2 separate regions of the Mus musculus genome follow, and region 2 is linked to region 1. The links are chromatin contacts, called in public capture Hi-C maps. All regions are on one chromosome and are shown on one strand. The core of a region is the stretch at or near the end of the contact, and the rest is flanking DNA. Distances in the headings are between cores, read along the strand shown. Region 1 overlaps Vmp1 (vacuole membrane protein 1). Region 2 has its middle 32 kb from the start of Ypel2.

The links. Capture Hi-C pulls out chosen DNA fragments and counts their contacts.
Region 2: a capture Hi-C map of bone marrow-derived macrophages shows a contact between it and region 1, with 10 times the contacts expected there. The contact joins two enhancer-like sites. A contact is called at or near these places in 1 of 484 Hi-C or Micro-C datasets (cortical neurons), 3 of 115 datasets of contacts at active chromatin or transcription factors (large pre-B cells, microglia and pancreatic cancer cells) and 1 of 9 other capture datasets (bone marrow-derived macrophages).

What each region holds. Positions count from the first base shown.
Region 1 is chr11:86,616,161-86,621,209 of GRCm38.p6, reverse strand. All of the region lies in intron 7 of Vmp1 (vacuole membrane protein 1), which reads left to right. Gm51914 (a long non-coding RNA gene) reads right to left here. Exons shown (of 3, transcript XR_003949749.1): 2 at 2,810-2,958; 3 at 768-864. Among named protein-coding and RNA genes, the nearest start is that of Gm51914, 5.2 kb to the right of the region's middle. Within about 2 kb of position 2,454, at least 11 of the 459 cell types and tissues checked have an H3K27ac peak or open chromatin away from gene starts, as enhancers often do. A contact at or near this core is called in bone marrow-derived macrophages, where this site is marked.
Region 2 is chr11:87,023,381-87,028,188 of GRCm38.p6, reverse strand. No RefSeq gene overlaps it. Among named protein-coding and RNA genes, the nearest start is that of Ypel2, 32 kb to the right of the region's middle. Within about 2 kb of position 1,443, at least 91 of the 459 cell types and tissues checked have an H3K27ac peak or open chromatin away from gene starts, as enhancers often do. A contact at or near this core is called in bone marrow-derived macrophages, where this site is marked.

The DNA of each region.
Region 1 (5,049 bases), core at 1,205-3,704:
AGTGAAATGACTTTAGGGCTGGTGAGCTAGATCACAGGTACAGGTGCTGACTATAAAGGCTGGTGAGCTGAGTTAATCTCTGAGACCCATATGGTGAAGAGAGCTGACTCTTTAAAATGTCATTTTAAAGATGTATTTTAGCAGGGCGGTAGTAGTAAATATAAATACCTTTAATCCCAGCACTTGTGTGGCAGAAGCAGGTGGATCTCTGTGAGTTTGAGGACAGCCTGGTGTACAGAGAGAGTTCCAGGACAGCCAGAACTACACAGCAAAACCCTGTCTTGAAAAACAAAACAAACAAAAAGGTATTTTAATCTTTTCCAACCCATAATAAAATTATTAGATACAAACCTTAAAAACCTTATGCAACAAGTGCTTTACGGATTCAACCATCAGCCCCATTTTTTAAAAGGAATTTGTTTTATTTTTATTAATGTATGTTTGAGTATGTGTATTCATGTCTGTGTGCAAGTGTCATAGAAGTCAATGGAAGGTCTTAGATCCCCTGGAGCTGAAGTTACAGGAGGTTGTAAGCTGTTTAACATGGGTTCACAGAACTGAACTCTAGTCTTCTGAAAGAGAGCAAGCGCTCTTAAGCTGTGCCAGGTGTGGTGGGACACATTTTTAATCTCGGCACTTAGGAGACAGAGGTAAACAGGTCTCTGTAAGTTTGAGGTCAGATTGGGTCTACATGGAGAATTTGAGGCAGCCAGGGTTACATAGTGAGACCCTGTTTCAAGAAACAAAACCATCAGCCTCATTTTTTAAAAGGAATTTGTTTTATTTTTATTAATGTATGTTTGAGTATGTGTATTCATGTATGTGTGCAAGTGTCATAGAAGTCAATGGAAGGTCTTAGATCCCCTGGAAACAAAACAAAAAGAGTATTAAGTTAGAGTAAGCCAGACATGGTTAGGATACTACTGTAATCCAAACACTTAGGGGGTGATGCATAAAGACCCAACAGGTTTAGACAAGGTTGGGTTATACAGTAAGACCCCATCCAAAGTAATAGTAATAGTACTTGTGGGAGATACTGGGTTTGGTTTGGTTTGGTTTGGTTTTGGTTTTTTGAGACAGGGTAGCCCTGGCTGTACTGGATCTTACTCTATAGACTTGAATTCACAGAGGTCCACCTACCTCTGCTTCCCAAATGCTGGGATTAAAGACATGTGTCACCACTGTGTATTATTTATAATTATCTCAGACTGACAACTTTAGTATTATACTAACATTAGAACAAATTGTGGTATATTCGTACAATAGAATAACACATATCACTTTAGCAGTTTGGTTACTCCACATTCATTAACAGCGTGGAAGAAACACTAGATGTAATGTAGAGCTAACAATGCCAGACCTGCAAGAGGACATTCTGCAGTAATCCTGTTCTCATTAAGCTCAAAAATAGGAAAAGCTAAAACTGTAGCTCTAAACATTCAGGAGGGTAATTGCTCTGGTAAAAGACTGACTTCCTAGAGTAACGTTCTGTGTCTCATCTCAATGGTAATTAACACGTTTATTTTTTTATTGGGGGGGGGTTGGTGGTTTCAAGACAGGGTTAATCTGTGTAGCCCTGGCTGTCCTGGAACTCACTCTGTAGACCAGGCTGGCCTCGAACTCAGAAATTCACCTGCCTCTGCCTCCCAAGTGCTGGGATTAAAGGAGTGTGCCACCACGTGGTGGCGCATGCCCTTTTTTTTTTTTTTTTTTTTAAGATTGATTGATTGATTGATTGATTGATTGATTGATTTAATGTAAGTACACTGAAGCTGCCTTCAGACACTCCAGAAGAGGGCGCCAGATCTCGATACAGATGGTTGTGAGCCACCATATGGTTGCTGGGAATTGAACTCAGGACCTTCAGAAGAGCAGTCAGTGCTCTTAACCACTGAGCCATCTCTCCAGCCCCCACGCCTTTTATTTTTATAAAATCTATCAGAATGTATATTTTTAACGTGTATAGTGTACATTTGTTCTGTCTCCATTTAAAAAAGGAATCTGTATGAGCCAGGCATGATATCACACATTTTTAATCTCAGCACTCAGAAGGCAGAAGCAGGCAGATCTTTGTGACTTTTTTTTTTTTTTTTTTTTTGAGATCAGACTGGTCTGTGTAAAAAGATTCAGGATAGCCAGAGCTACATAGAGAGACTCTGCCTTTAAAAAAAAAAAAAAAAAAAAGAGTATATGTGTGGTATATACTTGTGTGCAGGCAAGTACATATACACCCCTGTATGTGTGCTGGGGGCCAGAGGAAGGCACCAGATATCCTGGCTCCATCACTTCAGCCCTGTTTCTTTTGACAGGAGGTGTGTCTGTGTGTGTGTGTCTGTCTGTCTCTCTCTCTCTCTCTCTCTCTCTCTCTGAATCTGGAGACTGGTGAACAGCAGGTCCCAGTGTACTCTGTCTTCCACAACACTAGGGTTGTGAATCTGCATGGCTTTGCTGGGCTTTCCCAGCCTGGGCTTTCCACTCTGTCTTGCTGCTTGCTCAGCAAGTTCTCTGACACACTGCCTTCCTCAGCTCAGCTCATGTACTTGAGTTTGGAAAATATTTGAACTGCCTGTTCCTATGCAAAAATAAATTTGGTGACACTTTACATCTGTATGCCATGGAAGCCTGATTGTGATTAACAGCTTCCTATTTTAGCACTTGAAATGTTTGTTCTTCATTGTAAATTACATATAACATTTTTTTTCATTTTTTTAAAGCAAAGCCTCACAATACCAGGATTACAGTGTATGCTACCACACATGCCCTGACATGATTTTTGCATATTTATATATTTATTTGTGCATGTACTTACTGTCAGGGAGGATGCATACAGCTTGCATGGCGAGATCAGGGAACAGCTTGTAAAGTTGGTTTCTCCTCCCATCATTTGGGTTCTTGGGACTCAAATGTAGGTTGTCTATTGGCCACAGTTCCCTTTATCCACTGAACTGTCTCACAGGCCTCATAGATTTTATTTTCAGGGGAAAAAAAACACCAATTTCTATTTAATATTTGAAGGTATAGTTTGGGTGAAGTGCCATGAAACTCTCTTTGTGCTAAGTTGAGGTTTGATCACTGATACTGGTTTAGGTGCTGTTTTTGCTATAGCCCACAATACCAAAATGCATTGTCCTTTGCATTCCAGAGCCTAACATATGTGTAACTGAAATAAATGTCTGTAGAAATAGTGTTGTAGCCTGTTCTCCTACTATAGCAGAATAGCAGAAACTGAGTAAATAAGACTTTATTTAGCTTACATGGTTCATGGGATGTTTGTGGCATATGGGCCATAGCCTGTGAAGGCCTCTTGTTGGATGACAATATGTTAGAGTGTATCATGGTAAAAGAGAAGGAGGGACCAAGTGTTTGGCCCTGCAGTTGTCTACATAACAGTAATACTATATGGGCAGAACAGGTTACATTTATATATTTAGGAATATAACTAAGAGTGTGTGTGTAAAACAAAGAAAATGAAGGCCATAAGTTTGAGAGACAGCAAGGGAAGATACATAGGAAGGATTAGAGGTAGGAAAGATGTAATTATATTTTAATTTCAAAAAATTTTTTAAAGAAAAGAGTACCTAGAGGTGATGGCACATGCCTTTAATCCCAGCACTGAGGAGGCAGAGGCAGGCAGCTCCGAGTTCAACACCAGCCTTGTCTACAGAGCCAGTTCCAGGACAGCCAAGGCTACACAGAGAAAGATACCCTGTCTTGGAAAAAAAATTGAAAGAAAGAAAGAAAGAAAGGAGTGGGAGCCAGTACAGCTGCCCCTTTTATGATTTTTCATTCACAAGGCAGTGTCTCCATGAGCTGATTACCTTTCAAAGATTGCTTTTCTCCACACTCTGCCATACAGACTGTTTCAACCTATAGCACATAGTATGTATTTGTATCATATGTGTAATCTTATAATTTTATTCTGTTCATTAAGGAGAGAATGCCAGGGCCAGGAGAGGTCACTCAAATGGTTATTTAAAACATTGGCTGCTGTTCCAGAAGACCTGGGTTCAGATTCCTAATACATACACAACAGCTCACAGCCATTAGTTAACTACAGTACCAGGGAATCTGATACCCTGTTCTGGCCTCTGTGAGCATCAGACACACATGTGGCATCCAATTAAAACACCCATGTTAAAAAATTTTTTTAAGTTGTTTTTTTTTTTAATAAAAAGATGCCCTTGTCACTAAATTTCACAAGGAAATTTAGTTTATTAGTTTAATGAAATCACACTAGATGATATAATAAATAAGAACAAAATCTGTATTTTTCAGATTTCTAGTTACAATCAGTTTTTCATCCCTTAAGTGTGTGTACATACATGTGCATGTGTGTGCCTCTGCCTCCCCAGTGCTGGGACTAAGGCGTGCATCACTACACCAGGCCTACTCTGAAGGGTTTAATACTAACCTTGAAGCTATTTCAGTAACAAAATCAAGAACACTATTAGATCAGAATGGGTTTTAGCATATAGTCAGCTAAGCTGGTAGGTAGGGGATTTAGAAATGGCTCAGTAGTTAAGATCATTTGCTTTCCTTCCAGAGGACCCAAAGTCAGTCCTCAGCACCCTGATCAGGTGGGTTCTAACTTTAGCTCCAGGGGATCTAACACTTTCTTCTGGCCTGCCACTTATACATATTCACATGCACACAAGCACACACACACACACAACTAAATCTAGTAAAAATGGAGAAGATACTCAAGTACTAAACCAAGCTGCACTGGGCCTTGAAAGCCAAACAAAAGATATCCAGTCACCTGCTGTGAGCATTACCCTGATGGACAAGTGTGTGGTGGAGAGCTGGGAAAGATGGAGTATGTGGTGAAGAAATGGAAGAATACATGAAGCCAAAGGGGCTTGTTAGTGCGCTGTGGAGAAAGGTGGAACTCAGCGTCATTGAGGAACAGGTGGATAAAAGGAGGCCCTGGTAAGGTTGTGACCCTGGCTGCTGGTAAAGGCCTTGTCTGGATCAGTGGTCCTGCTATAGCTAGTTCTGTGTCCATGTCTGTGGTCTGGGCTGCCATCGTGGATATCTGAGGGCAGTGCT
Region 2 (4,808 bases), core at 194-2,693, 410 kb before region 1:
TACAGGTGTATGCCACCACATTCGACTTGCAATACTGTCCTATCCTATGAAAAGTCCCCAATTTGAGTTGAAAAGGGGACCACCCCTGTGTGTCAAATGTACTTGCTAGTCTCTGATGATTCTTTGACTTTTTCTTTTTAATTTGCATTGGTGTTTTGCCTGCATGTATGCCTCTTCGAGGATGTCAGATTTCCTGGAACTGGAGTTACAGAAGTTATGAGCTGTCATGTAGGTGCTGGGAATTGACCCTGGGTCTTCTGGAAGAGCAGTCAGTGCTCCCAACTTCTGAGCCATCTCTCCGTTTTTGTTTTTAAATGAAGAAAGAGAATCTTAAGACCAAAAAACAAGCCGGGCGTGGTGGCGCATGCCTTTAATCCCAGCACTCGGGAGGCAGAGGCAGGTGGATTTCTGAGTTCGAGGCCAGCCTGGTCTACAAAGTGAGTTCCAGGACAGCCCGGGATATACAGAGAAACCCTGTCTCAAAAAAAACAAAACAAAACCAAAAAAAAAAAAAAAAAAAGACCAAAAAATAATGCCAGGGATGGTGGCTCAAACCCATAATTCCAATATTTGGGACACTGGGGTAGAAGAATTGTCATAGGTTTGAAGGCAACCTGGGCTACACAATTAGCCTTAGACTAGCCTTGGCTACACAGTAAGATCCTATTCCAAAAATAAAAACAAGACCATTAAAAAAAAAAAAAGCCAAAAACATTAAGCTGGGCAGTGGTGGCACACGCCTTTAATCCCAGCACTGTGGAGGCAGAGGCAGGCAGATTTCAGAGTTTGAGGCCAGCCTGGTCTACAAAGTGAGTTCCAGGACAGCCAGGGCTACACAGAGAAACCCTTTCTCAAAAACAAAAAACAAAAAAAACAAACAAAACAAAACAAAACAAAAAACACATGAATTTTATGTTTGTTTTTGCTTGTTTAGACAGGGTTTCTCTGTGTTGTCCTGGCTGCTCTGGAACTTGTTCTGTAGACAAGGTTGGCCTCAAACACAGAGATCTGCCTCTGTCCCTGCCCCTGCCTCGTCCCTCCATGTGCTAAGATGTCCCACTATGTCTGGCTAAACGTCTGTGAATCTTAACACTTAGAACTGGCATGTTACTTTTTTAAGAATTAAATTTATTTTCTTTCATGTATACAAATGCTTGTCTGCATGTGCCTGGTGCCCTTGGAGTCAGAAGAGAGCACCATACCCTCTGGACCTGGAGTTACAGAGAGCTGTGACAGTGTTTGTGAGCCACTATGGAACTATCCTTGAGACCAGAAAGAGTGAGGTTAGTGTTTATTCTCCGAGGCCTCTCTCTTGGATTACTTTGGGCTAACGTCCTGTGCCAGAAGGACAAGCTTATTTGGAGACATCTGTGTGCCCAGGGCAGCCTTCCTCTTAGGTTCTAGTAGCAAGCAATGTCCTCCACTCGGAGGTGAGGGCCACTGTTCCTGCTTGAGCTTGAGGTTCCTCCACGCCCATGCAAATGACCTCCTGTTAAACAACTGTCACCATGCCTACTTGCCTATGTCTTCATTTCCTGCTTGTTCTCTGGCCAACTCATCTGGGAAGTTAGCCAAAAGAAATGTCCCTGGATATTTTTCTTGCTCTTTCTTTTCCTTCCTTCTCTTCCTTTCTTACCCTGCCCTCCTCTCCTTCCTTCCCTTCTCCCTCATCTCTTTCTTTTCTCTCTCTCTTTCTCTCTTGACCCAAGCCTGGCCTTGTACTCCTGATCCTCTCCCTCTATTTCCCAAGCAATGGGAGTACAGGCATGCTCTTCCACCCCTGGTATTTATAAGGAGCTGGGAATCCGATACATGGCAGAGTGATGGGGTGGTAGGATGCTAGGCCAGCATGTGAGAGGCCCTAAATTCAATCTCTAGTACTTACAAACAATCTAAAGAAGGAAAGCAAACAAAGTTGGCAACAGGCTTGACGAATCCCTGAGCAGGTAAAACCAGCTAGTCTTCGGGCCGCCTAACGTGATCTCAACCTTTTGTGATTTGCAAACATGGTCAGCTCTTATTAATGCTGTAAAAAGGAAAAGGGCAGAAATTGCCTAGCATGGCGGCACATGCCTTTAATCTCAGCATTCAGGAGGAGGGGCAGGTGGATCTGTGTGAGAGTAAGGGTAGCCTGGTCTACAGAGTGAGTTCTAGGACAGCCTGGTCTAAAGAGTGATTTCTGGAACAATCAGGGCTACACAGAGAATCTCTGTTTTGAAAAACAAAAACAAAACAAAACAATTTAAACAAACAAACAAACAAAGGCAGAAGCAGAAACTGTGCCTCACATATATAAATAATCCTGGCACTCTGGAAGTCTGAAGCAGGAGGATTTCTACAAGTTTGAGGGCAGTCTGGGTTACATGGTGAGTTTGAGACCAGCATAGCAATGTTTCAGGTGAGTTTGAGTTACATAGTAATATTCTGTCTCAAGGAAATAAGTGTAAGTATACCTTAAATAAAAATTTAAAATTAAAAATAAAATAATAAAAAGTTTACCAGTAGTGAAGCAGTAATTCTTAGTACTAACATAATGTCCTCGGGTGTGCTGCCAATGTTCCTTGCAAATGTTCTTCCCAGCCCCTCCTCCTCCACAGAGCATCCTCTTCCCTTTTGGTCGGGCACATGACTATAAGTCATCATTTTGTAGGCCATGTGATTCTGAAATAAACATTTAGAAACCATCTGGAATTACAAGGATTTCCCAATCCTGGGAAAGTGAGGCAGGAAGATGATGAATTTAAAACCAGCTTTACTTGAAGAGCGAATTCAAAGTCAGATGTGCCTATGTGGGTCCCTGCCTCAAAAAGCCAAAATGAGGGCTGGGGAGACAGACAGCTCAGGAGAGGGCTGGGGAGACAGCTCAGGAGAGGGCTGGGGAAACAGACAGCTCAGGAGAGGGCTGGGGAGACAGCTCAGGAGAGGGCTGGGGAGACAGCTCAGGAGAGCACCTGAGTTCAATCCCTGGAACTCAAGTGAAAAAGAAAAAAATCAAGGCTATTTGACCACCCTGTAACCCCAGCACTGGGAGGCTGAGACAGGAGGAGCCCTATGGCCAGTCAGTCTACCCTAATTGTAAGCTCCAGGCCAATGAAGAGACCCTGTCTTAAAAAGTAAGGTGGGGTCTGGGGAGATGGCACAACAGTTATGAGTGTGTGTGTGTGTGTGTGTGTGTGTGTGTGTGTGTGTGCACATATATGTGCAGATGTGTGTGCCTGTCCTTGCATGTAGAGGGCAGGAAAAGTGTTGGAAGTTTTTCTCTTCAGTCCTTTAAGGCAGCTCCCATTCCTGAACACTTGGAGTTTATGTTCTAGGATAGGCTAAAGGGCAGCCAGTCCCAGGAATCCTCCTGCTTCTACCTCCCTAGCAGATAACTTTGAGCACATGCTTGTAGTTGCAGTGTCTAGAAGGCAGATGCAAGAAGATGGCAAGTTCAAGGCCAGCATGAGCTATATAGAAAAATCGTGCATGTGCACACGCACACACACATACATGCACACGCTCACACACACACAATCTTATACTTACAATCTCATATACACACACACAAAATCTCTCTTGTTTGTTTGTTTGTTTGTTTGTTTTGTTTGTTTCAAGACAGGGTTTCTCTGTGCAGCCCTGGCTGTCCTGGAACTCAGACTGGCCTGGAACTCAGAAATCTGCCTGCCTCTGCCTCCCAAGTGCTGGGATTAAAGGCATGCACCACAACTGCCCAGCCACACACAACACACACACAGTCAACACATATAAGCACACACACAATCTCTCACATACACACTCTTTCTCTCATACACATTCACACACATGTACACACTCATACACACACACACACACACACACACACACACACACACACACACACAGTTTTAGAGATAACTGTGCTGGTTACTTTTTTTTTGTTTGTTTGTTTGTTTTGTTTTTTCGAGACAGGGTTTCTCTGTGTAGCCCTGGCTATCCTGGAACTCACTTTGTAGACCAGGCTGGCCTGGAACTCAGAAATTCACCTGTTTCTGCCTCCTAAATGCTGGGATTAAAGGTGTGTACCACCACACCCGGCTGCTGGTTATTTTCTTGTAGCTGCTACAAAAGTACTTGACAGAGGCCAGCCTGGTAGCTCAGCAGATAAGGGTGCCTTGTCACCAAGGCTGACAGCATGAGCTCCATCATGAAGACACACATAGTGGAAGGAAAGGGTTGTCCTCTGACCTCCATGCACAGACAAACAAAATGCAATAAATTAATAAAAAATGTAATAAATGTAATAAAAATTTTAAAGACCTGGTAAAAAATAATTTAGGGTGCATTTGGGCTCAAAGTTTGCGGTGTGACGGCAGGAGTGAAGGCCACACACACCCACAGTCAGGACACAGGGTGAGGGACTTTAGAGCTTGATTCACTTTCTGCCTCTGTTCTCAGTTCAGAACATCAGCTCATAGGATGGATGACCACATTTGGGGTAAATCCCCCACCTCTGTAAATGGAATCTAGATGATTCCTTATATCTACCCAGGGAAAGCTTCTCTCTTCTGGATCCTGCCAAGATGAGTTTTAACCAGCACCCTGTGCAAGGCAGCAGCTTTCAGGATGCAGTTCTCTTCTGCCACTGTGGGTTCAGAGGTCAACTCAGGTATCTGGCTTGGCTGCAAGCACCCTTTTCTTCTGAGCCACCTTGCCATTTCAGGTTCCTAGATCTGCAGGAGGAGGTCTGTGTTGGCCTTTGATCAGGCAGAGGTCATGACCTAGCTCAGAAGAAACGGAGATGGAAATGGACTGGGTAGCTTTAGATAGGCGTCTTAAGAAAGACCAAT